2 separate regions of the Zea mays genome follow, and region 1 is linked to region 2. Evidence: chromatin contacts called from public HiChIP or PLAC-seq data. All regions are on one chromosome and are shown on one strand. Each heading gives the region's core, a stretch centred on a gene start, on an enhancer-like site or on the middle of the called end of the contact. The rest is flanking DNA. Distances are from core to core; before and after follow the strand shown.

The links. HiChIP or PLAC-seq counts read pairs in DNA pulled down with a chosen protein or histone mark.
Region 1: a contact with region 2 is called in an H3K4me3 HiChIP or PLAC-seq map of leaf, with 8 times the contacts expected there. The contact joins the promoter of LOC103629333 here to the promoter of LOC100285993 in region 2. A contact is called at or near these places in 1 of 25 Hi-C or Micro-C datasets (tassel) and 1 of 3 datasets of contacts at active chromatin or transcription factors (leaf).

Annotation. Positions count from the first base shown.
Region 1 is chr6:59,481,209-59,488,443 of Zm-B73-REFERENCE-NAM-5.0, reverse strand. LOC103629333 (Protein kinase superfamily protein with octicosapeptide/Phox/Bem1p domain) reads right to left here and starts at 5,598. Exons shown (of 9, transcript XM_008650484.4): 1 at 2,495-5,598; 2 at 2,223-2,374; 3 at 2,069-2,140; 4 at 1,825-1,977; 5 at 1,600-1,763; 6 at 1,375-1,522; 7 at 618-740; 8 at 374-461; 9 at 1-280. The coding sequence starts at 5,189. The coding sequence ends at 105.
Region 2 is chr6:58,824,801-58,832,266 of Zm-B73-REFERENCE-NAM-5.0, reverse strand. LOC100285993 (oxidoreductase) reads left to right here and starts at 4,980. Exons shown (of 8, transcript NM_001158881.1): 1 at 4,980-5,202; 2 at 5,293-5,401; 3 at 5,686-5,812; 4 at 6,337-6,388; 5 at 6,482-6,628; 6 at 6,732-6,843; 7 at 7,127-7,253; 8 at 7,417-7,466. The coding sequence starts at 5,005.

The DNA of each region.
Region 1 (7,235 bases), core at 4,349-6,848, 660 kb before region 2:
CTTATTCATGTACAAAAGGCAGGCCAGCCATGGTGGCACCTCCTCGGTTTGAAGACTGAAACAATCTGCTGAACAGAAGGACGCGAGAGGCAAGGCTAAAGCATCTATTTCGATTGTTGTGCCTTGGTAGGAGAAGCCATGGCGCGCAGGCTCTTGCCGACCTCGGTGAAGCTCGGCCTCTCTGACGGTTCGGCTGACCAGCACCGCTCCATCAGTGACCTCCACTGGGGATCACAGGACTCGGGCACCGGAGGTCGCAGCGTGTTATTCACGATTCCACCTGAGTGAAGCAGGCAGAGAAGTTCAGGGACAAGAATGGCATTGGATTCCCCAAGTATAAGATATATAATAGCAGCATAAGTTATGCGCCTACCTATAATGGCCCCATAGTGCAGCTCGGCGTAAGGCTCTTCACCTGTAAGTAGCTCCCACATCACAATGCCAAACGAGAAGACGTCAACCTACATCCAAAGAATATGAAGGTCACCCATGCAACAGGAACAACATATTCCTCCAGACGCAGGTCAAAAGAAAAGGGAGTGCACACATTAGGCCAAAGGGGGTAAAAGAAAAGGGAGTGCACACATTAGGCCAAAGGGGGTGCAATGGAGCCAAACCTTTTCCGAGACAAGGCTGCTGCTGCCATTCAACAACTCAGGGGCCATCCAAGGAAGTGTTCCTCTTACTCCGCCAGAGATTAGTGTCTGGCATTTGACCTTTGATAATCCCAAATCACCAACCTACAAAAATAGGAAGGTCGTCCTCATGTCCGAACTCAACCAAGAATATCAGAGATGCTTACAGGGTGTTTTGGTTTGAGGAGCAATTTTATCCCAGATGAGGTAGTGCATCATTAGTTGATCCCTCAAATTTGGTGGAATGGATAAATTTCTCATACTAGTATTAATTATTGACTTATGAGGAAGGAAGTGATACTGCATCATTTTATTCCATTTTACAAACCAAATAGATAAAGTGAGGAATGAGTAAATGATGGAGTAACTCATTCTTCAAACCAAACACGGAAACACCCCTTTAAAACATTGCACGTTGTCCTGCTAGTGCTGGAACCAACAATTCTCTAAAGAATTACATCCTTGGTATAAAATAAATATAATTATGTGCTTCATAAACACATTCGTCCATATGAGTGGGTGTGCTTTTGATTAATACATGTGGAAAAAAGATTGGACCTTAACCTAACTTAGTCACTTGCTTCCTTAAAGATAAATAAAAGAACTACACATTCAAGTATAAGCATAAGGTACAAGTGCATTACTTCACTAGCATGGCTGCATGAGTTATTAAGGGTTATCTGATCTAGTTTATTGTGCATGCATCATTAGGGGTGAAGGTGTTTATGATGATAAGCACCTTGCATATAGGCCGTTGAGGATCCCTTAGGTTGACAAGCAGATTGTCACTCTTCAAGTCAAAATGCACTATATTCTTCCCATGGAGATATTCCATTCCAAATGCAACATCCATTGCAATTAGTAGACGCCTACGCCGATCAAAGATCCTGTTGATAGAATAAGATGAACTTAGACTTGTCATCGTATGAAAAGCATTATGTTTGCAATGAAAAGAGTAGTATACTTTTCATGTCTTTGTAATGCTTGTCGGAGTGAGCCATTAGCCATGTATTCTGTTACCGTTGCAACAGATCCACCAGGTCCATCTACAACAACACCATAGAAGGCTACTACGTTTGGATGGTGCAAAGATGCAAGCTTGTCTGCCTCGTTCCAGAAATCAGTCCTCTACTGACAAAAGAAAACTTAGAACATGGTGGATTCAATTTAAAACACAGCATTTTCATACCATACGCTCTTGCTCAGAAGCCTTCCCAGCAAAGCATCGATCGTTGATTCTCTTTATAGCAACATCTGAACCTCTCCACTTTCCATGGTAAACAGTACCAAAGGTTCCAGAACCAAGTTCACGCAATTCTTCAAGGTCACTGTTCTTTATTATCTGTTATCATTTATCAACAAAGTGGGAAATAAGGATAATGCATTTAAAGTTTCGCATAAAATGTGGAAATAAATAATAACATAACAAAAACCTGAAGGTTATCGTTGTCATCTAAAACTTGAACCCCTTGACTTATTTTGTCTGACTGATTGTTCCCTTCATCCTGAACCCAAAAGTACAGCTAAAGATTACAACAAATCAAAGAACAATTGAGTTAGGCCAGCTAACAAAGAAACATCTCCCACCTGGAACTTGACATCAACTTCTGCTCCATGCGAATCGATGTGATCCCCAGAGAACACCACTGTTTTTTCAGGAAAGGGTGGCTGAAGAACTGATGCGGCTACCCCTTCAGCAACAGCTTGTAATTGTCGCTTGATACTATCTTCTCCAGGTCCTTTCAGAAGTAAAAAAAGAATGAAAGAGAGTGGCAGAGGAATTGTTGCTAGTCCATTATAATTTTTAAATAATATCGTAGTAGTACTGCCTAAACAGTATAGCATGATAGTGTACCAACCTTTGTTCAATTTAACTGTGTGCATATCCTTAAAACATGAGTCTTCTTCTGAGGGTATGGCAGCATGCATGTTCATATCAGGCATATGGCCATCAATATATTGACCTCCAGAAACAACAGACTCCTTAGTTAGCTTGTTTGGTCTTGGAGGCACTAAAGATGCATTGCCCACTGCTTTCCAAGGATCCTGATTTGAGAAAAGTGAATCTGCATAAGCCGGTTCCTGTGTACCTTCAACACGATCAATACCAACAGTAGACTGCAATGGAAATTTGTTACTGCCATTGGGGGGAATTGAAACCAAGTGATTGGCCATTTCTTTAGGACGCTGTACAGGTGATCCAGAAGGAACCTGAGCACCAGAGTTAGATGGTAGCACAGTAACCTTTTCATTAGAACCAGGTGGTTCAATGGGAGCTATAAGGTTGCTCTGGACAGCCAGATTGGGTGGTTGCTGGATTATGTCAGGATGGACATTTTGTGTACCAATATCAAAAGCATAACGTGGCTTCTCACTGTGCCTGGAAATGTTTTCCTCTTGGTTGAATGCAGGAGCAGCAAAGGCATTTGTAATCCCTATATGATACCCTCCAGCTTGAGATTTGTAGATAGAACTACCATCAATATTTAAAGGTAGCTTTCCAACTTTGGCATGATCAATGATACCATAAGTAGAAGGCTTCCCATGCACAGTAGATTCTGGTGGTGCAATAGGACCCAAATGAACTGCTTGCGTATGAACATCGATAGCTCTGGCATAGTCATGAAGAAGATTGTGTGCATATTCTCTCAGCGGTTCCGCTGCTGGATGATTTGAATCCTTGTATGCACTGGCATCAATGCCTTGTGGGCCATTCACTAGAACTTGTGCTGGCTGCATGCTATAAGAGAATAGTTGCTGCTGGTACCTGACAGGATCTTCAGCCCCAGCCTGAGGAGAATGACCGACAAATACTCCATCTGGAGCAGGTGCACTGGACACTGGTAAAGGAATCACGGTGGGTTGAACCGGCACACCTGTATCCGGAGATGCAGTTGCCTGAACTGCAGGTTTTCTGGCAGGAAGAGTCGAATTAAATTGTGTCATCACTGCTGTGTTCCCAGCTCTTGGTTCCGCCACATAGTTTGTAGGAGTTCCTGAACTTGCACCTAGACTAGATTTGTTGGATCCACTGTCTTGATGGGGGCTATAAAACATTGGAGCTGCCTCAAGGTTGCCTGTTGCACGAGAATTTCCCTGCTCCCGGATAATATTATCTGAATGAGCATGTGGCAATGCTTTTTGGCACATTGTGCAATCATCATATCTCAATGATGGAACAGTGGCCGAGCTAACCACCACAGGAATTGTGCCTGAACTGGTCACCACTGGCATGCTTACTGCACTTATCATCGCTTGTTGAACACCAAACCTCTGCCTCTGCGCATCATTTGCCTGCTGATGCACAGAAGACAAAGGAGGAAGCTGTGATAGCGGAGTTTGCACCACCCGGTAACTATGATCAACCTGAGCTTGCACTGGCCTTGTGAACTGTGTGGTCTCCAGAACTGGTTCTGCACCTGCGGAAGCAGGCCTGAACGTACTGCCTTGAGCAGCAGTGGTGGCCAAAGAACCCGTCACAGGAATGCTGGGCATGAATTGGTTCATATGCACAGGCACGTAATTGACAGATTGCGGCACCCCATGCCCACCAAATTGTTGGGTGTTGATGTATTGTACCTGCTGTGGCTCTATGTACGACTGCGGCACCTGCTGCACATAAGCAGCAGACTGAGGATGCTGGTGTTGTACATAATGGGTGACTTGAGGCTGCTGCTGCACATAAGTGGTTACTTGAGGCGGCTGATGCGGTGTTGCATAAGCAGGAGCAACCTGATGAGGCGGTAACGTTGATGGCTCTGTCACAACAAAGATGGGATTTTGAGCCGGGATGCCCATCGCCGGAGATGACAACGAGACTGCAGTGAACCCAACCGACTCCGGGAAAGCACTAAGGTAATGGGCCCCACCTGAATATGAATACTCAGTTGCAGCGGACGCAGGCGGCGGCACCGCCCGCGGTGACATACCTTCCACTAGGCCGCTGTACTCGGATGCCTCGGAGTTGTGTGCGGAGGAACCGGCACTGGCGACACTGTCCTTCGGACGCATGGCCACGGCCATAGCCTCCGCGGAGACGCAGTTGATGGTGTCGATGTACCGCTGCCCAGACTCGTCCACCGCGGCGACGAGGTGGGACCCGGAGCCAGAGCCGGCCGCATCGCTCCCGGAGGCCGGGAAGAGGAAGACCCGCAGCTTGGCGGAGCCGTCGGGCGCGGCAGCGGCCAGCTTCTCGTACTCCTCCATCATGTTGTCGTAGTCCTCCGGGCCTGAGACGGAGATCAGCGAATCGAGGTCCTCCCCAGGGAGCTGGTACCTGAGTAGCACCCCGCCAGAGGAGGCGGAGGCCTCGTCCACCGCCTCCACCTTCCGCAGGAGCTCCCCGAAGGAGGCGGCGCGCGGTACGGAGATGAGCCGCGTCTGGCCGCCCACGTACCGCAGCGCCCCGTCCCCGGGCCTCGGCGCAATCCGGCCCCCGTAGCTGCACATCAGCTTCACCTTCCCCGCCCCAGGCGTCTCGTCCTCCCCGCCCCACGCCCTCGAGCTCGGGCTGCTAGGGTCCACCGCCGGCGCCACGGCTCCCCTGCTCGCCATCACCGCCGCCTAGGGTTCCCGCCGCTCGCGCGCACCGCTTGTTCGCCGAGGCCCCTGGCGAGGGCGCAACAGAATCCGAAAGGCGCGCTGGGGGAGGGGGGAGGGGGGAGGCCGGAGGCGCGACGTGAGTCTCGCGCGGGGTTTTCCTTCCTTCCCGCAAATCCCCGCTTGCCTTGCCACTCTCTCGCTCGGTCGGCCACGGCCGCGCGCGGCACGGCAAGAGGCTGGCTCCGCTCCACCTCCACCGCGGAGGCACCGAAACGAATCGCGGAATCGGCAGTGGGGTCTGGAGAACGGGCGATGCTGCGGATAAATTCTCCCGGGCCCTCCTGCGATCTCCACGTTGCACAGTTTCGTGTCTGACAGGCGCGCTTCTTTTGGCCGTTACGGCGTTACCCACTGATCGGCTGCGCTGGCTAGATTAACGGTGCTTAGCTGCCGGGACGCAGGCCCAGTCGTTAGGACAGATTCACAACTAAAAAAAATCTGGACCTACGATTTACCATGGGTGTGTCTGATACAGGGCTAAGGGCCCGTTTGGATTTCGAAAACTAATATGTTTGAATACTGGTTAGAAATACTAAATATAGATTAATTAAAAACTAATTACTTATAAACAGTTATAAACAGTAAGACAAGTTTTTTAAACCTAATTAGTTTTATGATTCGCTTACGTGATACTGCTGTAAACATTTTCTAATATTATATTGTTGTGGGTAAGAGTATCTCTAACAAATTCCCAAAAATATGTGTCCAAATACACAAGTATTGGGATCTATTACTTAAATTTCTAAAAAAAGTGTCAATGCTCCAATGGCTCCTAATACTATCAAAAACCTAATCAATTTGTTATTGTGACCCACAATATTTGTGTGTTGATCGTCCATGTCACGATGTTTTTTGTGCCACTCTGTTCGACCAAAAATATGGAAACAAAAACAGCGACAGCGTCACCAGGTCATGTTGTCCATGTCATGTCACGTTGTGGGGCCGTTGGTCATGTCACATTGCCCATGTCTCTATCTGGTTGTGGGGTCGTTGGTCCATTGCGAGAAGAGGACGACAGCTGCCTCACCAGGTCTCACGTGTGAAAATGGGTACTAGCAGAGGCGAGAAACAAAAACCAGCGCAAGAACAAAAAAAGGTGGAAGATTGGGAGCACATTGGGCGGTTGGATTGCTTTTCTTCTTCCTTCTTTCTTGTTTCCAACTCAATTGTAATCAAGGCAAGAGACACCAATTGTGTGGTGGTCCTTGTGGGGACTTAGTGTCCCGTGTGATTGAGAAGAGAAGCTCACTCGGTGTAAGTGACCGTTTGAGAGAGGGAAAGGGTTGAAAGAGACTCGGTCTTTGTGACCACCTCAATGGGGAGTAGGTTTGCAAGAACCGAACCTCGGTAAAACAAATCACCGTGTCATCCGCTCTTATTCGCTTGTGATTTGTTTTTGCCCTCTCTTTTGGACTCGTTTCTATTTCTAACGCTAACCCCGGCTTGTAGTGTGTGCTTAAGTTTATAAATTTCAGATTTGCCTATTCACCCCCACCCCTCTAGGCGACTTTCAATTGGTATCAGAGCCCGGTACTTCATTAGAGCCTAACCACTCGAAGTAATGTCGGGAGCATCCGCCATGAGGGTGATCGGGACCGGCAACAAGTCCGCAAGCTCGGGGAGAACACATTCAAGGGAGTCCGCCCACAAGCACAAGGAGGAATCCTCTTCCTCCATCAAGTCCCAACGGAATGGTGACAAGAAGAAGAAGATGAAGAAGATGGTCTACTACGAGACCGACTCTTTGTCACCCTCCACCTCCGGCTCGAAATCGACATCCGTCACTTTTAAGCGCCATGAACGCAAGAAGTATAGTAAGATGTCCCTTCGCTATCCTCGTATTTCAAAACGCACTCCATTACTTTTCGTCCCATTAGGTAAACCACCTATGTTTGAAGGTGAAGATTATTCTATGTGGAGTGATAAAATGAGGCATCACCTAACCTCACTCCACAAAAGCATATGAGATATTGTTGAGTATGGAGCGCAGGTACCAAA
Region 2 (7,466 bases), core at 3,731-6,230:
ACCACCCATACCTCTACGGTTAGTACGCAGTCGCCGGCGATTAGGTGCTTCTTGGTCATCTTGTTCAGTATCAGCAACATAGTCATCCCAGTTACCTTCGGCGCCCTCATCACGCCCACCATTGGTATTAGCATGCATCTCATCAAATCGCCTCAAGAGTGCGACAAGGCTCTTGTCAATATGAGCAACTGTCATTTCCACATTTGCAAGTTTGGTGTTTGTGTCGATCTGTGTGGCCTCCAATTGCCCCATCTTTTCATTCGTCACCAGCATGTCATTATCAAGGCCTTCCGTGTGCGTCTTCACCAGCCTTACAAAGTGTTGTATGATACCCTTGGTGCGAGGAGAGTGTGGCATATTACGAGAAGCATCATCAACCTCCAATCCTGCCATGGTTAGACGAACAGAGGCAATAAGAAAAAAAACATGAAGGAATAAAAACTCTACAACTATTAGGATGTAGCTACTGCAAGGCGCTCACTCTCAACCTGCCACACAAGCTCTTACCAATTCTTACCTTGCACAACAGGAGGGGTCAGCAACCAACAAGTCTGCAACCGTGGAATAAGTGTATCGGTGCCGCAGCAACACGACCTGTCAAACTGTAGTCGAAATATGTAGAGTTGTAGGTGGGCTAAAGCAAGGAATACACTAGTACCACGTTAGTTACAAAAGCAAGCTGAATAATCTTTCAACGGTGGTACTGTGCTGGTCCTAGGCTAAACCATGCTAGAGACGTGAGCCTAGGCACAAAGGTAGTCACTGAAAAAGAACAACTAGCACAGCACAAAGAGAAACAACAGATTTAGAGATTCAACCCCCTTCTTCTTCTTTTCCTCTTTTTTTTCTTTTCTATTCTTTTTCTTCTTCTTCTTCTTTTTTTGCAGGGGCCTAAACCCTTTTTTTCACTATGACAACCCAAACAATAAAGATATTGCTAACAGCCCCTTTAAATCAGATTTAACAAATCTTGTTAATATAGAAAGTCCAGAAATCTCTACGATGATTGCGGAGCGCTCAGAATGAATTTTGAGATAAGGTCAGATCCGTTGGAAAGAAGATAAGATAAGCTTTCCAGATTGTATTTAAACTTCCAAATCGGACATGAGATGTATCCGTGGTGGCAAAAACGAACCAGAGATGTTTATGGTGATGGTGGATCTCGTGGTGACAAAAACGTGGTAGAACTCAAAACTCTAAAGGAATAAACTAAGACCAGCAACTCGACACAACCGATGCAACCAAAAACTCAACAAGCCCTAGCTAAGTAGTACTAGTAAATGCTCAATGGTTTATAGGATTGCGGTAAAACTAATCTACTATTTTTTTGGCTTTTTCTGGACTATAGGAGATAAGAAAACAGCGAAGAAAAGTAAATCTCTCACCGATAAACCTTGCTCTGATTACCAACTGATGTGCACCCGTTGGGTGATTGCCCGATCTTTCGATGAGAGGGTGTGGAATAACTCGATTGGGGGAGGAGACGACGTTCACAGCCCGACTACAGCCTTCCAAAGACGCTGCGCCTTAGCAACCGATACACCACCTCCTATGGCTGTCACGATCTTGTGGAGCGTGACACCCTGGCCACTAGGGCACTCGTCCTGCAAGCAATCGAAGAACTAGCAAGAACAAGTAGAACAAGTACTGAATTACCAGATCTAAATGTAGGTTTCAAAGTCAAACTCCAATATGGTGGGGTTCCGAAGACAAGAAGACGGGCGGCTGAACTAGCACGCGCGCTTGCAAGCAAGTAGCGAGAGCTAAACTTGATCTAAACAAAACCCGCTGTTCTTGGTGGCGGCTAGGGGGTCTATAAACATGGGAGGACGACCACAAGGGTATTGGGGTCGTGCTGCAACCCTAGGATGCGTCCCTAATGGACCTAACTTGATACACGACCCATTGGGCCAAAATAGGGTGACGCAGCACCATGGGCAGAAAAGGCAGAAAATATCTCGGTAAGAAAACAATGATTACGGCGGCCTCAGAACAGATATGACTATAATTCCGGATCCATATGAAAGTAGACTTGATAAGCTTTCCATGTTGTGCTTGAACATTCCAATCCGAGCCCGCATCTGACCGTGGTGACCGTCACAAGTTGGTGTTCTTCTGCAGTCCGAATCCAGCATGTTCAAATCCTTTTCCCTTTCGGTCTTCTCCCTGGTTCCTAAGCAAAACAAGAGTGCACGGGTCTCCATGGTCTAAATAAGATGGACATGAACTCAAGAGTGTAATCACCTGATGGTTGAGTTGACGAGCACGAGCGCGAGTAATGGGACCAGAAATTGGTACTTGTATTGGCATAGATGTATCAGTAGTGTGGATGTCTTCATCAGTCAGTGGAGCATTGTATGCCAAGGCCGTGAGCCCTGATCTGTTGACGGGGAATTGATGGGGACGGTAGATGTTTGAGGGGATGGATTGCCCCTACATGTCGTGTGTTTAGGTTCACCTAGCAAGGTTAAAACTCGAATCGAATCGTCTGCTTCTCGCAGCTAATGAGACTACTTGATCCATTACACTACATTGAGTAATAAGTGGAAATGAGGTTACTGGCAAAAAGATGTTGGTTGACTAAATTGCTTGCTACCAGGAATGGATAGTTAGGTGCTCATCCAGTCTAAATGTATTATTCTAAAACCTGAAAAGCTAAAACTTGTTTTAGACTCAGCTAGTGCTTTTGGCAAACCAAACCCCTCAGCCCAATAGCTACATGGTCTAGAGGTAGAGGAGTAGACTCCTCACACCGGGTAAGTCTAGCTGAGTATTAGTATACTCAACCTTGCTTGTGGCATAATTTTTTATAGGTACTTCCTTGGATGATTTGGTTGATGGTGTGACTTGGCCTTCATCCCTGCCACCGGGATAGACGGTCGAATGGGTAACTGCTTTCGCAGGAGAGGACCAGGAGGAGTAGCGTGGCCAGGCTTCGCCATGTTACTCGGTTTTCTCCGTTAGTAATTTCTGTTGTATTAAAAACTATGGTTACTGTTTCTTAAATTCCGATAATGTAATCACTACTGATACTTCCTTAATTTGTGGTATTATGCTTTATTGTATTTCTCTGTGCCTCACCTTCGAGTGAGCTAGTGGTATTCGATCCTTGGTAAGTGGCTTTATCAGACTAGATTCGAGGAATTGACAGTTTATTCTGATTTAATTGTGTCGTTGCCTCCAAGGCGAGACTTGGGCACTTAAGTTAGAATAATCTAGGCGGTTCTGCCATAGAGACGCAGTTCCATCTAGCCCGAGGCCAACCTCGGACGGGAGATGTTGTTCTGTCTCGCCCAAGGCCAACCTCGGGTGGGAGATGGTGTTCTGTCTCGCTAGAGGCCAACCTCAAATGGGAGATGTTGTTCCACCTCGCTCGAGGCCAACCTCGAACGGGAGACACTATTCTGACTTGCCCAAAGCTAGCTCTGGCCGGGGGAAGGAGTCGTGACTTGCTCGAGGCCAACCTCCGGCGGGAGATGCAGTTGCGACCCACCCAAGGCCGACCTTGGGCAAGAGCCGAAAATTCTCCATGGGCCGCTTGATGGGCCTCCTGATGACTTGCGTAGCAAGGCATGCCCTCAGGCTGCAACCAAATTGGATGAACTCGACCCGGGGAAGCGAAGACCGAGTCATGCGCTGATGCCTTGGGAAGGAAGGTTGAGCGCTAGACCCGAGGAGGCGAAGACCGGACGACCGAGTCATGCGATAAAGCCTCATGCAGGGAGGTTGAGAGTACCCAAATATAAATTGAAGAGAAAACAAAATAGATGGGGCTCAGAATATAACCTGCAAGGGCTAACAAAAATCAACAATAAAACTGAGTACATATCTATGGGTTTGGGAATGATGAGTAGAGTTGTTTCTTCAGTCAAGTTATAGGGAAAAAATCAGACACAATTAGTTGCATAGGAAATGGGATCGATTGCTCGCTCCCCAGACCCGCCCCTGCTTTAGCACGAAGTGGTGGAAGGAGTTGGTGGACAGCGGCGCGGCGAGGAATGACGGCATGAAGAAGCAACGTTCTGAATCAACTGATCCAACCATCGAACCAGGGGAACCTAGCCATCTCTATTTCATTACCAATGTCGCAAGCACCATTCACCATAACAGCGCATCCGCCATTGTCAACTTCGAGAATGCCACACCCATAGCTGCACCCCGCCGAGGGTGCTGGCGTGGCGGTGACGTGGTCGGCGGGAGAATCGCCGCGGTGGACGACCTACTGTGTTGGTCGTGGACTGAGGACATCTTGGACCGGCCACCATTCACCACACCAATGCATCCACATGACAAACGTTGAGAAGGCCGCCTCCGTGGCTGCATTGGCCGAGGGCAACAGGGCACGAGCTGCGATGTAGCCAATGGGAGAATTGGCATGGAGCGGCACGACATCTTGACGGGGGAGGAGGGACTGCCGACGTGGGTGAGTGGGGTGGGGGTGAGATGGGGAAGAGCATTCAGCGGCGAGGGGTGGCCAAGCACCCGTCGTGGTTGGGGAAGACAGCTTCGTCTAGAAGGGTCTAATGCTTTAACCGAAGGCCAACTCATTCCATGTTAGATGAAGATTATGTAGCTGGCAAAGCAAGAGGTGATGTGGACGAACGGGATGCGGTCTTTGCTCCCGCTTTTAATATATAGGATATGAAACGAATATGCATTTTCTCTCGCTGCAATGCTCTATAGCAAGTGCCATCCAAGTATACAGCAGATTAATATTACTGTGCGTAATATTGTATGTTAAACGGCCTGAAAGGCCCAATAAAGTGCCCCAACATTGAACTTTTGATGACTGGACTGATTCAATACCCTAGAAAGTCCAATCAGACCAGGAAGGCAATCCTATGGGCTGACAGTACGCTAGGCCCACCAAATCCTAGCCGCCATCCCAGGGAAAATATCGAGCGATCCTCTCACACCCGCACCGCACTTCTCTCCAAAACAGCACCAGCAGCAACCACCGCCGGCAGCTTTCTCGTCAAGCCCGGAGCGCTGGACCTGGACGCGATGTTGTCGCCGCCTTCTTTTGCTCCTTCCCATATTGTCCCCAATCTCACCCTCTACTCCAGGCGAACTGTCGCATCCGCCGCCGCGGCCACCGCGGCCTCGCCCTCGCCGGCAGGAGGGCACGGCCGCCGCCCTTTGCGCTACGCCGTCCTCGGCGCCGGCTTTGCGGGTCTCTCCGTCGCGTGGCACCTCCTCAAGGTCACCCTCCACTTCCCCTCTTCCTTCTCTCCCGGTGTACTGTGACAAGAAAAATCGGCTGAATCGACACTGGCGCGATTTCAATGTCAGCATAGCCCGAGGGATTCCCGCGTGTCAGTGGACATCTACGACGAGAACGGGGTCGGCGGAGGCGCGTCGGGCGTCTCGGGTGGACTTCTCCATCCCTACTCGCCTAAAGGTCTTCCTCCATCGTCTCAACCAAACAATCTTAAAGTCATGGGAAATTTGGATCCATACCATTAAAAGATCATCACTTTGGATCCATACCATTACTATCTCACTTACATGTGGGTCCACATGAGTCAATGACATATGGGGTCCATGGTATATATCTAAAGTTTGGATCTTTTAATGGTATAGATCCAATTGTTCCTAAAGTCATTGGTTTCGTACCCAACCTATGTGGCTACTCAGCTAATGGCCTGGCATCTGTTATGCGATTGAATTCTTTGTTAACTACAGTGAAGCTTCTCTGGAGGGGTGCTGAGTTCTGGAAAGAAAGCATGGATCTCCTTCGCAGCGCCGAGCAAGCAAATGGAACCTCGGTATCAAATACAACTAGTCAAGATGATAACCTTATCTGGAGAAGGCAATGCATGCATCTTTGCAGCTACTGTATTCTGTAGTCCTTCACTTATTGTCTTCGCCTTTTATATATTTATAAGGCTGTTTCCAACGGCGCACCATAATCTGCCCCCACCTGTACGTTGGGGGTTCAGGAGCTCCAACAGTTTTCCCCTGCCGCTCCCCATATGGGGGAGAGGAAACTCCCCCATATGTAGGGGGAGCATTATTCACCCCTATACATTAATTATGTTATTTCTTTGCGATATTAACTTTGTTTAAGCTTTGTAACCTGATAATAATGTATATTATGGTAGTACAAATATTCTATGATTTTTTAAACTTCGAAAACTGATAATAAAATGTTATATAACTAAGTTATATTGTATAGGGGAGCTATAGATTGGAGGAATGGTTGGAGACTTCTTGTAGGTAGGGGGGGGTTTATCTTTTTAGGAATGTAGTGAAATATAATAGAAAATACAAATATGAGGAGAAATATGGGGGGAATGGTTGGAATTGGTCTAAGGAGAGCTTCTAACTGAGCAGGGGGATTGTACGACCGCCTACAACTGAGAAAGCTGCAGCCATATTGCTGGAGGTACTGCTGGATTGAGATTATGCAGATATGCTAAGGTGCTTCTTTTGTGTTTCTTGGTGCATCATTTTAATTGCTTCAACCTATTCAAGATAGAATGTTCAGAAATGCCTCGAGAGTTGCAGCCTTCAACTGCTTGATTCTGATGCTGCACAGCGTCTAATCCCTGGGCTGTGTACTCCATTTGACTTCGCAGTTTACATGCCACTGGCACTGAACATCAACCCTAAGAAATATCTGCAGGTTTTGCATTTCTTCTTGTATTGTGTCATTGCCACTTGTTTTTGCGATTCTCTGTAGCCTGTACCTTGATAAGCAGATCTATTTCTTTCTTGGGTCTGTACAGGCACTGTTCTCTGCATGCCAAAATCTGGCAGATGAAGCCTCCTCATTACCAAGTGAGCAGAAAGAAATCAAGCTTTACAAGCAACATGTTGATAATCTACACCTTTTGGCAGGTAAATTTTAGTATTAATTAAAAAATTAGTAACTTGTATTTTCTGTTGTGTCTTTGTCTTTCACATTTTAGCTTCCAAAACTACATTTGTATTATTGGTATCTGCTTAAGCATTTTAAGTGTATTTTTGGTCTCTGCTTAAGTGTCAGCTTACTCTTAATAAGTGTGGTAGAGAACTACAGATGTTAATGGATTGCATATATTTGACAGTTTGTATGGCTCTCTGAAGCAATTGCACTGCAGTAAGATTTTTTTTACACATAAGGCACTTCAAACATGTGCAGGCAATTATGATTCGGTGATCATCTGCCTTGGGGCCAAGGCTTGCTCACTTCCTGAACTTGCAAATAAGTTGCCTCTTAGGACCTGCAGAGGAGTTATCGCTGAATTTCAGTTGCCATCCACTACAGTGTAAGGAGTTTCTGCATAATGAATATTTACACTGTTTGTTTGGCGATTCTGGTTGATGGATATTGCGTATACCTGTTTGTTTGGCGATTCTGGTTGATGGATATTGCGTATACCTGTTTGTTTGGCGATTCTGGTTGATGGATATTGCGTATACTTTCTGCAGAGAAGAATATGACAGTCAAAGTGCTTCAATCTTATCTGATGCATGGCTAG